Linked DNA regions of Mus musculus: region 2 is linked to region 1. Evidence: chromatin contacts called from public promoter capture Hi-C data. All regions are on one chromosome and are shown on one strand. The core of a region is the stretch at or near the end of the contact, and the rest is flanking DNA. Distances in the headings are between cores, read along the strand shown. Region 1 overlaps Rnf220 (ring finger protein 220). Region 2 holds the start of B4galt2 (UDP-Gal:betaGlcNAc beta 1,4- galactosyltransferase, polypeptide 2).

What was found. Promoter capture Hi-C pulls out the DNA fragments that hold promoters and counts their contacts.
Region 2: a contact with region 1 is called in a promoter capture Hi-C map of embryonic stem cells, with 2.7 times the contacts expected there. The contact joins the promoter of B4galt2 here to the enhancer-like site in region 1. A contact is called at or near these places in 7 of 39 promoter capture datasets (the C10 cell line, embryonic stem cells, fetal liver and 4 more).

Annotation. Positions count from the first base shown.
Region 1 is chr4:117,355,073-117,357,804 of GRCm38.p6, forward strand. All of the region lies in intron 2 of Rnf220 (ring finger protein 220), which reads right to left. Among named protein-coding and RNA genes, the nearest start is that of Gm40231, 37 kb to the left of the region's middle. Within about 2 kb of position 1,304, at least 31 of the 459 cell types and tissues checked have an H3K27ac peak or open chromatin away from gene starts, as enhancers often do. A contact at or near this core is called in embryonic stem cells, where this site is marked.
Region 2 is chr4:117,881,938-117,885,051 of GRCm38.p6, forward strand. B4galt2 (UDP-Gal:betaGlcNAc beta 1,4- galactosyltransferase, polypeptide 2) reads right to left here and starts at 1,539. Exons shown (of 8, transcript NM_017377.5): 1 at 1,165-1,539. It overlaps Atp6v0b (ATPase, H+ transporting, lysosomal V0 subunit B), which reads right to left. Exons shown (of 8, transcript NM_033617.3): 8 at 2,393-2,704. The coding sequence ends at 2,678. Gm12841 (predicted gene 12841) reads left to right here and starts at 1,613. Exons shown (of 4, transcript NR_168719.1): 1 at 1,613-1,778.

The sequences.
Region 1 (2,732 bases), core at 54-2,553:
TGTCCTGAGATCTGCAGGAGTGGGATCAATACCCCTCTGGCACTCTTAGCTCTGTGTTCCCACCCGTGCCCCACCAACAGAGGTCACATGGCCCAGAGGCCAGGTTAAGCATCCTCTTTCCCTTACAGGTCCTATCCAGCAGCACTTGGAATTTCTCCTTACGCTATTGAGGCATCTCCAGCACCCAGGCCCTGGCCAATAATGTACACTCTCCCCAAAGCTGCAACTTGCCCCCTCAAAGGTTTAAACAGCTTTTGTTCCTCCCATTAAAATGAGTAGTCACACAGGTTCACCACTGCCTGAGGCCTCTCATCACCACCCACCTCTATTCCCCAAGGGGAGCCTGAACAGCACTGGAGTGATACCTAAGACCTTACATCTTATCCAAAAGTTAGAGGTGGTGTGTGTGTGTGTGTGTGTGTGTGTGTGTGTGTGAAAGAGAGAGAGAGACCAAAAGTTGGAGGTGGGGTGTGTATGTGGACTAGGAAAGTCCAATGATGAGCCAAGGCTGTAGCTCTCTGGATGTGCTGCCTACCACAATGGTCCAAGCAAAAGATGACACCGAGCAGGGCAAAACGGTGCACGGGAGCAGAGAGCACTCTGAGAACACTCTTATTACCTTTCACATTTAACGTTCTCTGCTCCCCACCCCACTTTGTCCCTTAGTGCCCACACTCTTGGAAGATTACTTCAACTATAACCCTGTGTAGTTTCTCCCACTGAGGTCAGTTTTAATTTCCCCCATGAAGCTGTAAGTTCTGAATCCATGAGGCCCAATAGAGTTCCAAGAGACAAAGAGCCAATGAATGATGTGTAAAGGAATCCACTGGACACCTGTGGATGTGGGGGACGCACAGGAGTCTTAAAAGGAAGACACCGATGATGCCAGCCTCGGAGATATTGGAAGTAAAGCAGCCAAGAGCACAGCTGGAAAAACGGATGGAAGAACGGATGGAAGAGGATAGAGAGGGTGGGGGAAGGGCTGCCGAGTGGTCGGCTTCTCTCAAGGTTGGCTCTCACAGTTTTCAATAGCCTTTGGAAGGAGGTCCCAAAAGCTCTAGTTTTCACACAAGAGAAAGCGATTCAGAGAGAGCAATGTGCCTAAGGTATCATCAAGGGGTTCCTGTGTGAGCTAAGGTTTGAAGCCAGCGTTAAAGGTCCTAGCATTATGTCTTTCTACAGGAAGGAAGGAAACAACATAGGCCCAGAGAATTTCAAGAATGAGGGGAGGAGTCAGCAGAGTTGAACACAGCAGCTTCCCACTTCCTGTTCACCTGGCCCCACTTCCCTGGATGGCCTTGAAAGAGGCACCACCAGGGCCAGGGGAGGGAAGGTCCTGCCTGGAGTCCTCACTGTGGGAACTATGTCCCTTCAGTTCCCTCCTCCCGCAGGGGCTTGATGGCTCAGTCTCCACTTGGCCCAGTTGGAGGAGGCTCAGCTCAGGCAAGCCCAGATCAACCTTGTCCCCGAGGACCTGGGACCCTGCCAGGGAGGAAGGAGCTAGCTTTTCTCTGACCCAGCTAACAGAACTCTCCTGAATTAAACTGCCCTCAGCTCTCTCCCATACCCCAGCCTCAAGAAGTGCTCTGCCCATTCATTCCCAGCATGGTACTTGTCTCATGCTTTGGAGAACTGAAACACGATGTGTCTTGGCTACTTGGGTAGGTACCGGCCATTCTGAGGCTCATTCAAGTCACTACTCACCCACCAAGCATAAGAAGCACGCGTGAACATTGGGTGGGCCCCCCAGGATTCTCTCTGATGCACTGGGCAGGTACATAACTGAACAACCCAGCTAGGACAGCAACTATCAGAGAGGACAGAGAGGCACGGGTGACCTGGAGTAGAGACGGACAGGATGACGGGAAAGATCCTGTCCGAATTACAATGGCCCAGGCAGTTCAATGGCTCCAGGTTTCCCAGCCAAGATTTCCAAAGAGCCCTTTGGGACAAACAAGGACGCAGCCTGACTTTCTGGACTTCTTTGAGCTGAGGGTGTTCTGGTCTCCCCAGATACCCACATTTAGCCCCTGCAGGTGTCTGAATCTGAATCTGAACACTTGGCAGCACCAAGGTGGCCAGGAGAGACTGAAGGCACTCTTATATCTTTGCTCAGGAAATGGCCTCATAAAAGTGACAGGGAGACGCACCTATGGCTGCTTGTTAAAGTTTTATTACTAATCACCTCCAACGTCAGGGAGGCAGAGGGAGGGGCTGGAGATGGAGTCATCAAGGCCTGGGAGCAGGTGTCGGCAGCCTCAGCATCAGAGGCAGGAGCCGACACATGGCTTTTACAGCTACAGCTCTGTACAGCGCTCTGGACTAGGCACTGCTCTGGACCTATGCAGAGGAGGCCTTCCCCATGTCTCTCCTCTTCTTGTGAGGTGGGTAGCTCCTCCTTCATTCCCTACATTTAGCAGATTCCCCACACAATCTCCTGCTGAGCTGTTTTATCCCTTACCATCCCTCCTTCCCAATGAAACTGGCCTAGTGTGGTGTCACCATCTTCACACAGACCATAGTAGTCTGTTTGTGTGGCTGTAACACATTACCTAAGGCTAGCCACTTTATTTTAGGGGGGAAAGATAGAGCTGGGTGTGGTGGTACATGCCTGTAATCCTAGCACTCTAAAGGCAGAAGCAGACAGATCTCTGAGCTCCAGGTCAGACAGGGTTAACACAGTGAGACCCCAGATTTTGTTTTGTTTCCATTTTTAAGTTGATTTGACTCAC
Region 2 (3,114 bases), core at 289-2,788, 530 kb after region 1:
ACAACAGTACAGACAGGGGAATTTGATTACCCAGGACTGTACCTCGGCACCAAACCACTTTTATCCACAGGCTCCACCTGTGGCCCAGGGACCAGCAACATCACAGGACAGAATCCTCAACACAGGACACATGGTTTAGAGAATGGATCACTTACTGAGTGCCCATCACGTAAGGAATTCTTTATACTATGACTTCATTTAGTCCTTCCGAGGGCCATGAAGGGAAGTCACTTAGACCCATGGCCAGTTTGAGCACTCAGGTCCCAACAGCAAGCAGGCCTAGCCAACTAGGACCAGGCTGAGAAGGAGCCTTCAGCACTCAAGAGTGCCCTCCACCCAAAAAGGAGAGATGTTTAAACAGGTCCTTCCCACTGGAACAAGGGGCAAGAGCATACCCCGTGGGGCAAGCAATAGAGAGCCCCTCACCTAAGATTTCAGGCTAGCTAGCTAGCTCTGGAGCCTGATTAGCAAAGCTAGTTCTGATTCCTGAAATGGGGTACACTTGGACCCTAGAGGAGTAAAGTTCATACACTGGCAGAGGTGGTGGGGGCTGGGGGTGCCCTTGCTCGAACCAGGTCTCCCCTGTAGTTCCAAAAGGTCAAAAAATACTTCTGGCCATGCTCCTGAGAGCAGAATATCTCAAACAGTCACAAAATCACATAGACTGCTTTAGTACCAGCAGTCGGCATCCACACTCAAGGGACACACAGAGACCTACATATAGAGCTAGACACACTTGGGGTGACAGTAACATACGGAGCCACATATATCAACAAACCGCGGCTCGGACTTATACAAGCGTAGCCATACACCCAGACCCACGTGCAAGTATTCCCAACCCCTCCCTCCAGGGCAGGGGCTCTGGGTCAGGCTAGCCACCAAACTGAGGGGTGCGTCTGGGCGGGGCTGGGAGGCTGAACACGTGGCACCTCGGGACGGGGGAGGCAGTAGGACAGGTGGGTGTGGAGCCCTGGGGAGGGGTGCATGCAGTGGGGGATGTGGAAGTGGGGCCGGGGCCGAGCGCCTCTGCGAGACACAAGGCCGGGGCGAGCGAGGACAATGAGGGAGGCCGGATGGGGGCGGACGCCGGAGCCCAGGAGGCTAGCGGGATGGGGGTAGGGTGGGGTGCAGCCAGGCCGGGGGCAGCGCCGGTGCCTCGCTCACCGGGTCCTGGGCTGGGATCTGTGACGGCGCGCGGGCGGCCCCCTAGCCGGGCCGGGTCTGGAATGTCGGGGCCCTGGGTGGGGGGCCGCGCGCGCCCTCCTCTCTCGCAGCGCTCGGGGCTCAGCAGGGGGCGCCGCTCCAGCTCGGGTAGGGATCCCGGCTCCAGCAGCTGTGGACGGCTCTGTCCCCCATGGCCCGGCCCCACCGCCCGGTCAGCGGTCCCCGAGGCTCCGGGGCCACCTCCCGCCGCCGCCGCGGGCCATGGAGCCGAGCCGCCCCGGGAGGCAGGGCGGGGCCCGGCAGACCCACGGACCGGCGGACCGACGGACCACTGCGCTGCCGCCTCCCTCCCGCGCTACGGCTCCTCGGAGGGGCAGGCCAGGCCGGCGCGCCCGCGCGCGCGCCCCCGCGGCCCCCGCCTCCAGTGCGCCCGCACGCGCCGCGCGCCGCTCCGCCGCCCGCCCCTGCCGTTGGCCCTGCGCGGCCCAGCCAGCGGGGAGGTGCGTTTGCGGATGCCTGAGACCCAGGAAGGACGCAGGAATCCATCAGGTTCCTCCATCAGCTTGCTTTAGGGATGGGAAGAGACCAGGAGCCGGATGGCTAAGGCCCTTCAGGTATTTGGGACGGGGTCTGGATAGTGGGCAATTCAGAGGGTTAGGGCCTTGCCAACTCTTTCCTGGGAGCATGAGTCAAGGTCAGCCAACCAGGGCTGCCTGCTGGGTAAGACCCCTAAAGGTGTTGACTGAAAAGGACTTATTAGGTAAAAGCAGGTTGGGTAAGATTTAGGGTGGTGTTGGAATCAAGAATTGTATAGGAATAGGCGGAGCTGAACAAGGCCCTAGGAACTAAGACCATAGAAGAGGTTTCTGGAAGGGTTAGGTGTTCATACTGGACTATCAAATGTAAAACACTGTTCTCCAGGAAAATCCAGGTGCGGGGAGTTTCAGGAGTATAGCGACAGAGAGGAGAATTAGCTGTAGTGAGTTTGGGTCTAGTGCACAGGGGTCCAAAGACATAGGGCTAGGAGGATCTCAGAGCCCAGACTCTTCAATGAAGAGGTGCCAGCATTACAGCCAGCCTAGCACCCTGATCTGCCACCCAGGAGCCAGCAAGGTCCAGAGCAGAGATGATGTGTAGACAGAAAGTTACAGGAGGTTGGAGTGAGTGAACAGGTCCTCCCCTTCCTTTGTGAAAGGTGTCGCAAGGGGCCAACAGAAGCCTCACTGACTGGGACAAATACCAAGTTTATTTCACAAACACTAGGAAGATGGGCTGGATGGGGGTTGAGGGGGGCACAGGTGCACAGCTGTACACAGTCACCATCAGCAGCCCACTCCCCACACTGGGGTTCAGTCTGGACTGCAATGCCTCCAGAGTCAACAGGCAGCAAGAGGTGAGTGCAGGGGAGACCCTGAACACCAAGCCCCAGAAAGGCTGAGGGACACAGCTCCAGCTGTCCCAGGAAAACCAGCAATAAATAACAGTAGGGCACGGCCCCACCCATACAGGTCATCTAGTCACCCATCTTCACTCTGGAGGTCTGCAAAGGAAAAACAGGACAAATCAGGCAGGGACAGTGACCAGTGACAAGACCAGAACCAGCAGGCCAGTGGGTGGACAGACGGACAGACACACTATGACAGACAAACAGACATGGACAGTAACAAAGGAGCTCAGCTGTACAACAGAGAAGACAAGTCCCATGGACAGTGTTAGTGTCGCCAAGAGTCAGCCCAGTCAAGCACCCAAGTCACAAACTCACACACTGGAAAATATGAATTTAGACATGCTAGTCTACTGACAAGTGTGTCATACATACAGAACACAGACCCTGAGAGACAGAAACTCCACAAAGACATTTTCAGAGGCAGCCGAGGAAAGAGATGCTAATGGAGAGACTTAGGAAAGATGCGTGCATCTAGAGCAGGAGACAAAGGGGGACCAAGAGAT